3 separate regions of the Pan troglodytes genome follow, and all the other regions are linked to region 2. The links are chromatin contacts, called in public HiChIP or PLAC-seq and capture Hi-C maps. All regions are on one chromosome and are shown on one strand. The core of a region is the stretch at or near the end of the contact, and the rest is flanking DNA. Distances in the headings are between cores, read along the strand shown. Region 1 overlaps LOC134810525 (a long non-coding RNA gene). Region 2 has its middle 95 kb from the start of MIR148A. Region 3 overlaps LOC134810525 (a long non-coding RNA gene).

Region 1 (2,700 bases), core at 150-2,649, 130 kb before region 2:
GCTGTTAAAATGACAGTATGCAGAAAAGAGCACAGAATTTTGATTCAGACAATCCTGAGTCATGTGGCTCAACCGTTTATTTTTATGCACAAGGTCACATACTTGAATCTCGGAGGATGTCAGTGTCTTCATCTTTGAAACAGAAACAGTAGTGCCACTTTCCCAGTGTTGTGGTAAAGACTAGATGAATCCACATATGGAGAGTACCTGGGTCAATACCTGGTACTTAGTGTGTATTCAATAAGCCTTAGTTCGCTTCTCTTCTCTGTATTGATAATTCATTTGTTAGCAACTGAAACAACAGTTTCTAGACTTATTTTCTCTGTTCTATTTGTGCTTCATCAGTCATTCCCCTTGCACACTACCAAACATAAGTTGCTACCTAAGAAGGCTGCCCTGTTTATTCTTCCAAAGCAATGTCAATTTCAATCCCCACTTTTAGACTTACTTAGAAAGAATATCTGAGCTTTATTTTTGGTCTTAGTGATGATAGTATCCTTTAGCTGGATGTCAACTCTAGGAAGATTTCATTGTCAGCTGATGGCAGCACGGTGGAAAAAATCCTTTAAAAGCAAGAATAACCTCCCCCACACCTGCCCAAGAAACAAAACACCAAAGCCAGCAGCCCTCGCCTCCCACCGTGAGCAGCTGCTCTGGGCTGAGCCCTTAGCTCTCCAGGCCAGGCTGCTGCCTACCTCACCCTCCAGAGGAGCCCTTGTTGGGTCTTCAGTCCCTGGTCTCTGGACTTATCAGGAGCAGACATCTGCAGCCACGTCTGTGGGGACCACCCAGAGGGCAGCTGGAGAACCCTGGGGCTCCTTGCAGAATTTGCAGAAAGGTCAAGAGTCACATGCCCCAACCCGTTCTCTAAAAGCATCTCAGAAAGACCCGGTGGAAAGGTCATCTTAAGACAGTGACAGGGCACAGCTTGTGGGGGGAAAAGAGGAGAGGACAGAAGAATTTCTTTTTTAAGTAGCAGAAAGTACATCTGTTTCTTGCTCAGCTTAGACTTTCAAGTCTGATTTTTATTTCGATGGCATTTCCTTGGCTTTTCCAATTCATGTCTAAATCACAAAATGTGTCCATTGTGCAATTCTGGGCTTGCGTACATGTGCCACAGAGCACAACACCGCAAATGCATTTTCTCACTTCATTAAACATTGCTTTAAAATGGCATCCAAATGTCCGCTCTCACAATCGCGTCTAGGGGAGATTGTGTTACTTTTTCCCCCACAGTGGGAACAGAAGGAACAGCTAAGTCACAAGCTGTGATGTTTAATATTTTTCAATTTCACACGTCCAACTCTGAAAGCTGATTGTAGGGACAGCCTGGTCAGCCATGCCACTGCGTGCAAGGGCTCTGGTTGTCTTGGGGAGGCTTCCCTTTAGCCTTGCAATTCTGTGATCTACACTGCAACAGCCATAACTGGCCTCACCCCAGGGGATCCCTTCTCACTTCACTGGGTGAGGTGCTGACTCCACCTCCCCCAGGCAGGCCAGGACGCATTCTGCTGACTTAAGAAGATGCCACGTAAATTAGAACTCATGTAACCATATGGTTCAAACCCGCGGGTCATATTTTATACACAAATGACTATGACAGGCAGTATTTTTGTGCTGACAAGTTGTATTTCATCCATGTTTACTTAGAATTCCATGCTATCATTAAAAGCTGAACAAGAGAACTTTATCTTATTTTCACGCAAAAATTTCACTGAGTGTCCCTCTTATTAAAAGAAAGAAGAAGAAAAATTCACCATGAAGCTTTTGCTTTCTCTTTAACTCTTATTATCCAAGTGTTGGGTGCTAAGATGCTTTCATATATTCTGACATCGGGAATTTGAAAGTTCTTGAGCCCTGGCTTCCAGACTGGCCAGCATTAAGTGTGCTAGACAGCTATTTTATTTGGGTCCCAAAAATAAAAAGTATATTAGTTTACCAACCACCGCATGCTATGCAGTGACCTCTGGATGTTTGAAAGCTGAACCAATTGATTCAGTCTTCTGTGACTTTACCTCCTGTAGAGCAGCAAATAAGAGAATCTCCAATATAGTGGCCAGTTACCTCCCAGACCTCTAGGTTAAGAAAGAAAATAGTAAACAAAATGCTAGCTGGGTCACTCTATAGCCTCTGGTCCTTCAAAGACAAACCTTAGAAAATACTTCTCATGTTTCCTAGAATTCTGATTAAACCCACAACCCAGCAAGTCCTAGAGACTCTGACTATATTATGGTTGCAGGAACTAAGAGACTTCAGCACAAATCTTGAACTCAAGCTGGAAAAAATAAATATAAATATATATATATACACATACACATAAATAAATATATACACACACATTAATAATGCCTTCTACCTTGAGAAAATGTCTTAGACCCCCACATTCTCCTCTCTGCTTTTGCAATCCAATGTGACCCTACTGGCTGGGCATGATGGCTCACGCCTGTAATCCGAGCAATTTGGGAGGCCAAGGTGGGAAGACTGCTTGAGCCCAGGAGTTCAAGACAGCCTGGGCAACACAGGGAGACCCTGACTCTATGAAAAGTAAAAATAAAAAGAATCATCTGCAGTGTGACTCTATTTTCTCAATCAAAACTAGGCAAGTGGTCTGGGAAAGGTATTTTTCCAATTTATAAATGAATTGATGGAAAATCCTCTGACAAAGCTATCAAAATTATAGTCATATTGGATTATATATTT
Region 2 (2,815 bases), core at 279-2,778:
AATGAAAAGTCACTTTGCTTTCGCAAAGCGAAAGAAAAGTATTCTTTTCCTCATTATTTTTAAATAAATTTGATTGTATATTTACCTAATAAAATAAACATTCAATTAAACAAAAATAAGCAACTATCAAAGATTTGTTTACTAATTTTCGTAATGTTTGCTGTTTCAATAAGTAGCCAAAGGAATATTAAAACACAAAAATATGAATGCTGATAATTTTATGTCATAAATGACCATTTTAAAACTAAAAGTGAACATGGGGCTTCTAAATAAAATTACCGTGGTAGCGTAAAAACACTGCTTTCAATACTTGGGCATGCTGAAAGTGCTGCATCCTAAGATAAAAAATACACCAAGGGGGGGATTTCAAAGAACATTATTTTGCTTTTAATAATCCTGTATTTCTGTCACTTTGCCCTTTTTATTTATTTACCGTGAACTCACAGACAGAATATTACTTGGAGTTTCTGCAATACTTGTGTTTGTACATTTCTCATCTTACACGTATCCACACACCCCAAAATAAAAAAACAAAGAAGAGGATCTCAGGGACTGAGAAGTCATTACCGGTTTTAAAATTCAGAATTCGTAAAACCGAAGCTCTAATTTGTCAGTTACAAAATTCTTCTAGAACCACTGTAATTTAGAATATGTGCAGAACTATAAGATGTTTATTATTTCCTTAAAATATATGTGAGTACAAACCAAAAGTTAACAGCTTATAATAGGAAAGCACTCTCCAGCCTTCTGCCCACCTCCATCACGCCGCGGAAACTTGTCTGAAAGGAGAATTTGGATGCAACAGGGCAACGGAGCGACGTTTCTCCTCTGCACTAAGCCAGCCCTCGCCTCTGAAGAATTTTGTACCAGGCGTTCACTAGCACCGAGATGAACTGGAATTATTTCCACAGCATTAACCGAGTTAGGAAGTTTTTTTCAAACTTTGCATTTAACGGATTTTTTCCATCGGCATTTTATCTTTGCCACCATCGTTTTACTGGTTGCTGCATCTTTCTAGTTTTCTTTCCTTTTCTTTTTTTCTTGCTCTTATCCTACCTTTGTTTGCTTTCTCTCTCTCTCTTTTTTTTTCTCCCAGTTAAGGATTGTCACAGTGTGCCGGGTGTCTTTGTAAGTTCGTCCCTCGTCTTCATGATTACAAGAGGCTGATATATGTGTACCTGTGCCTACAGGGGAACTGAACAGGGCTAAGTGAGTGCTGAGAGGAGGTGGGGGAGAGATGTGTGCTGCAGATGAAGGTACGGCTGGGATGTGAAGCTAATTTAGTGTGTGCTTTACAAGGAATGCACAAATCAACACAGCGCTCAAATTAAATCTCTTCTTGAGGGGCTTAAGTATCTTCTTCAGGAAGAGTAAAGCATATCTTCTAGTTCTACTTCCTCCCCGGTTAGCCAGCTGCTGGAGAGCCCCCTCAGTAAATTCCTTCCAGATCGACTTCAGTGTGGGTGAGAGCGCAGTCTGTGACCACCAGCGCTTCTGACTCAGCGGAAAACGCCGGCAAAGAGGACTACACCTCACCGCGGCCGGCAAAAGCGGCCTCAGCTCCAGCACTCACAGCCACCACTTTCACCGTCGCCCCGCCACCACCACCTTCGCTGCCTCAACCCTGAGACACACAGACACACACACACACACACACACACACAAACACCTCTCCCTGCTGTCAATCATACATGCGCGCCATAGGGCGCATGCGCGCTGGTGGACTCCGGCCCCCACCGATCCTACGCCCTGTCTCTGCGACTGGGTCCAGACGGACCAATAAGAGAGCGGATTCGGGGGCGGGCCACAAGGAAGTAGCCAATGAGAGCGCGGTTGGAAGCCAGGGCTAGAGAGGAGTAAATCCATCTGTCGTCCGCGTTCTGCCGCCCCCGCGATGATTTATGCGTCCTTTTTATTATTTGTAACACTTTGGGAAGTTATTAAAAGGAAGATCTACCGCTTCCTCCTTTTGGGTGAAACTGGATGGCAATGTTTGTCACTGGCCCTTAATAGGGAAGAGTGTGGCGAGGTGGAGGGCCGTTGGACGCTGGGTTTGTTTGTGTGGGTCCTGTTTTTTATTACAAGACACATTATCCTTTTAATTACAAGCTGTAGACAGGGCCAACTTCGAAGGTCTTCGTGGCGGAGTGATCTTGGATCATTCAGGGAGCTGAAACCCGATGACTTCTGACTTTCGCGTCCGTACTCTTGGCGTTGGGAGGAGCCTCTCAGGAAGGTGTTGCAACCTTTGGTTGTACCAGAAGGAAATAAGCAAACTCCCATCACCCCCACCCCCATTCCCCGCCTTAACACGGAGTAAACTTTGGCCTTTTTCCGCTTGGATGCTCATTAAGAGTTAGTTGACTTTGTAGCGGATGCAATAAAATTTGGATGGTTTCAGGCCCCCAAACAATCCTGGTTTCTGTTTTCCTCTCTCCCCAGGCACACCCCCAAGGAAATTGCCTTTTCAGCAGGCGCCTGCGGGAAAGAACCGCAGGAGACAGATTCCCTTTAGAGACCTGCATGGGGAGGAGGGAGATATGGAAATAAAGAGGGCCAAGGTAAGAGTACGGAGAGGCCATAGAGGACTTGCATGTTTGGGTGTGAGTTTTCTGGCCAACTAGGGGGAAAATCCACAAACCTGCGGTATCTGGTGGATGCGCTGAAAAATTAGCTCTCACCTGCAGTTACTCAACCCTCGTGCGCTTCTGCTCTGCCGGGAACGGCCAGTCTCCGAGGGCGGAATAAGTATGGGTATTGAAAGGCAAGTAGGAAACAGCCAAAGAAAAGAACGGATACAAATTTTCTACTCCCG
Region 3 (2,700 bases), core at 56-2,555, 190 kb before region 2:
CTTGGAGTAATGGAGGTGTGACCATATTATTACCTCAGTAATTGAAACAACCAAATTGAAGCCAGGCGAGAAATCACTCCACACTATGATGGGTTAGAGAGCTCCAATGCCTCAATTAGAACTGATTTCTAATTGAAACACTGCTGAACTTCAGGCAGCAAAACCCGCTTCTGTCGCACCTCTGTGACTCTGTTCCGAAAGATAGGGTTCTGTGCTTCAGTGAGCTCCTGTATGAAGCCCAATCCCCCTACGCTTCTCCTTCCTTTGCTCTATGTTCCTCTGCTCCAGAGAAGTCACCCATTCATTTGCTAACTTAGGAGTGGCAATGCCAGTAAATATTTTGAGAAGTTTTAGGGAAAAAAAAAATTTAAAATGAAATTCAAACTACTATGGAATGGACTCTTCACTTTCAAGCCATCAGCTCTCTTTCCTTCTTACCTGGTCATGTGGTTCCCATCCAGATCCATCGTTGCCCCCTTGGGCTCCCTGGGCTACCTGCTTCGACAAGGGGAAGGCCACCATGTTGCCCTCTGCAGCTCCCTGGGTGAAGGGAGGACAGGTTGGCCAGGCAGGGAACCGCAGGCAAGGGCCTGTGACTGACTGACTTTTTGGTTCATAGTCATCTGGGCTGCATATGCCTGAAAACTTCTGGGGTTTCAGGGTACATCAGGGTCACTGGAGACAGCCAGTTCAGAGAATACCCAGCATCTGAGGTTTTTGCCCCCTCTCTGCTTGTGTTTTTACCTACACCATTTCCTGAGCTCAATAAGCCAATCACCCACTGAATTCCTATTCATCTTTTAAGAGCTCACTTCACCATCACCAAATCCGCAGATCTTTTCCCAACCTGCTCATCAGAGCTAAGGGACCCTTCCTCTCCTTCCAATAGTTCTCTGCTTGTAAAGTTCTTATAAGATTTAAGTATCTAGGGAACCAACTATTTGGTGAGCTCCTCGAGGGCTGGACTGTGTCTCATTTACCTGTGTATCCATGCCCCGAGTAATGCCCATCCCTAGACAGTGCCTCATGTTCACCCCTGTGCATGTGAACAGGACACATGAGCTCTGTCCATAGCTCTCCAACCCCCTTCCACCACTTGTCTCTAACCAGCCCCCTTTGCCTCCTTCCTGCTACCCCTCCTTTTCCATACCACCACTTTCCCACACCATCTCTTTCTTCCCCTGAATCAAGAAGTGAGAACATCAGGAAAGAGAGGGATCAATTTCATGCCAGAGTCTCAGGCTGTCTCCACGGATTTTCCCATGCCAGACCATTTGGCTAGTGATTGCTGAACTAGATGAGAATTCTCAGCCCTACCCAGGAGTCCTCCAGCTCCCACTGCCTCATGGGCCCATCACAGCTTTCTGGATCAATAAACCTCTCCTTCAGTCAATAGGAGCTTTGTGAACTAAACAACAGATGCCACAGGGCCTAGAAGGCAAATAAATATGGTTATTCAACATTTTATTGCACTGTGTGTAATTCAGGAAATTTAATTATGGTCTCCCTAGCAACAGTAATGCAACTTCAAGCCTGGTACACAGGCCTTGTTTTCTGGTGCACAAGGGGGTGACCTTCACGCCTTCACCTGGATGGAGACCATGCAATCTGGCCGACTTACAATTGCCATGGGAAACCTCAGTGAGTCTTCCTCCCAAATCCTCTGCTTCCAAATTCAAAGCTGATTTTCAGCATTTGGTATAAAGACTCGGGTGGGGGAAGGCACTAACATAACTCCAGACAAGTATAGGTAGTTAAGCATCAAAGGCACAGATCCAGACGCTGGATACACTTGAGACACAGAATGTCTGAGCAGGACTCTCAGAAAACGAAGTGTCAGGATCAGACCTGCCTACTGTTCTATTGCCTAGAGCAGGGGTTATTAACTTGGGGTCTGTGATGTCCCCAAAGAGAGACTGATGGCATGGTGATTGGGAGCATGGATTCCGGTGCCAGACTTCACAGGTTCAAATTCTATTTACCTCTTCCATTTATGGAGCTATATGACCTTAGGCAAAGGACTCACCTTCCCTGTGCCTCAGTCTCCTCATCCATAAAATAGGGGTAACAATATTGGGAGAATTCCGGGTGATTTGATTAGTTTTGCTTTGGAGCACAGAGTAATACTGGACCTCTAGGCAGGATTTACTAATGACAGCACTTAGCTATTTTGCATGGCCCCACTTGTAATCCTGTGCCTGAGCCAAGTCAGAATTGGGACATGTCACATATGGGCTCCCTTGAGTTTGTTCTTTTTTATTTTCTGAGAAAACTGTATTTCTTTTTCCACTCCTCACTCCTCTGCGAACTTTAATTAAGCCCTCTCCCATCTAGAGAGCCAGGCGAGGGTTAAGTTTTGTTTTTGAAAAGCCTCACAAGCTTGCACAGCAGCAGGTTTTGCCACAGTTTGACAGTTCCAGTTCAGCTCGGTGCGGCTGATTTATAAGACACTGAGCTCATTGGCTTTATCCTCTGTTCTCTCCCAGTCATTTCTCAATCGAGTCGCCCTGGCTGGAAACATCTGAGAAAGAAATTTACTGAGAGATGCACAGACAGCCTATTCACATTTCATAACTTTTCAGGAGCCTTCCCCCAGAGGAGCCAGCGGTAGCCAGTTAACTCATGCACAATCCCTAGCTAGTGTCCCTGCCCCCATCACTCCACTCACCTGTACAGACAAACCCAGGTCCCCTCCAAACT

What was found. HiChIP or PLAC-seq counts read pairs in DNA pulled down with a chosen protein or histone mark. Capture Hi-C pulls out chosen DNA fragments and counts their contacts.
Region 1: a capture Hi-C map of stem cell-derived neural stem cells shows a contact between it and region 2, with 2.8 times the contacts expected there. The contact joins two enhancer-like sites. A contact is called at or near these places in 1 of 7 Hi-C or Micro-C datasets (induced pluripotent stem cells) and 1 of 1 other capture datasets (stem cell-derived neural stem cells).
Region 3: an H3K4me3 HiChIP or PLAC-seq map of stem cell-derived excitatory neurons shows a contact between it and region 2, with 3 times the contacts expected there. The contact joins two enhancer-like sites. A contact is called at or near these places in 1 of 7 Hi-C or Micro-C datasets (stem cell-derived neural progenitor cells) and 1 of 1 datasets of contacts at active chromatin or transcription factors (stem cell-derived excitatory neurons).

Annotation. Positions count from the first base shown.
Region 1 is chr6:31,528,057-31,530,756 of NHGRI_mPanTro3-v2.0_pri, forward strand. The region is part of intron 1 of LOC134810525 (a long non-coding RNA gene); the gene reads right to left. Among named protein-coding and RNA genes, the nearest start is that of MIR148A, 220 kb to the right of the region's middle. Within about 2 kb of position 1,400, at least 5 of the 24 cell types and tissues checked have an H3K27ac peak or open chromatin away from gene starts, as enhancers often do. A contact at or near this core is called in induced pluripotent stem cells and stem cell-derived neural stem cells, where this site is marked.
Region 2 is chr6:31,657,908-31,660,722 of NHGRI_mPanTro3-v2.0_pri, forward strand. No RefSeq gene overlaps it. Among named protein-coding and RNA genes, the nearest start is that of MIR148A, 95 kb to the right of the region's middle. Within about 2 kb of position 1,529, at least 14 of the 24 cell types and tissues checked have an H3K27ac peak or open chromatin away from gene starts, as enhancers often do. A contact at or near this core is called in induced pluripotent stem cells, stem cell-derived excitatory neurons and stem cell-derived neural stem cells, where this site is marked.
Region 3 is chr6:31,470,191-31,472,890 of NHGRI_mPanTro3-v2.0_pri, forward strand. All of the region lies in intron 1 of LOC134810525 (a long non-coding RNA gene), which reads right to left. Among named protein-coding and RNA genes, the nearest start is that of MIR148A, 280 kb to the right of the region's middle. Within about 2 kb of position 1,306, at least 3 of the 24 cell types and tissues checked have an H3K27ac peak or open chromatin away from gene starts, as enhancers often do. A contact at or near this core is called in stem cell-derived excitatory neurons, where this site is marked.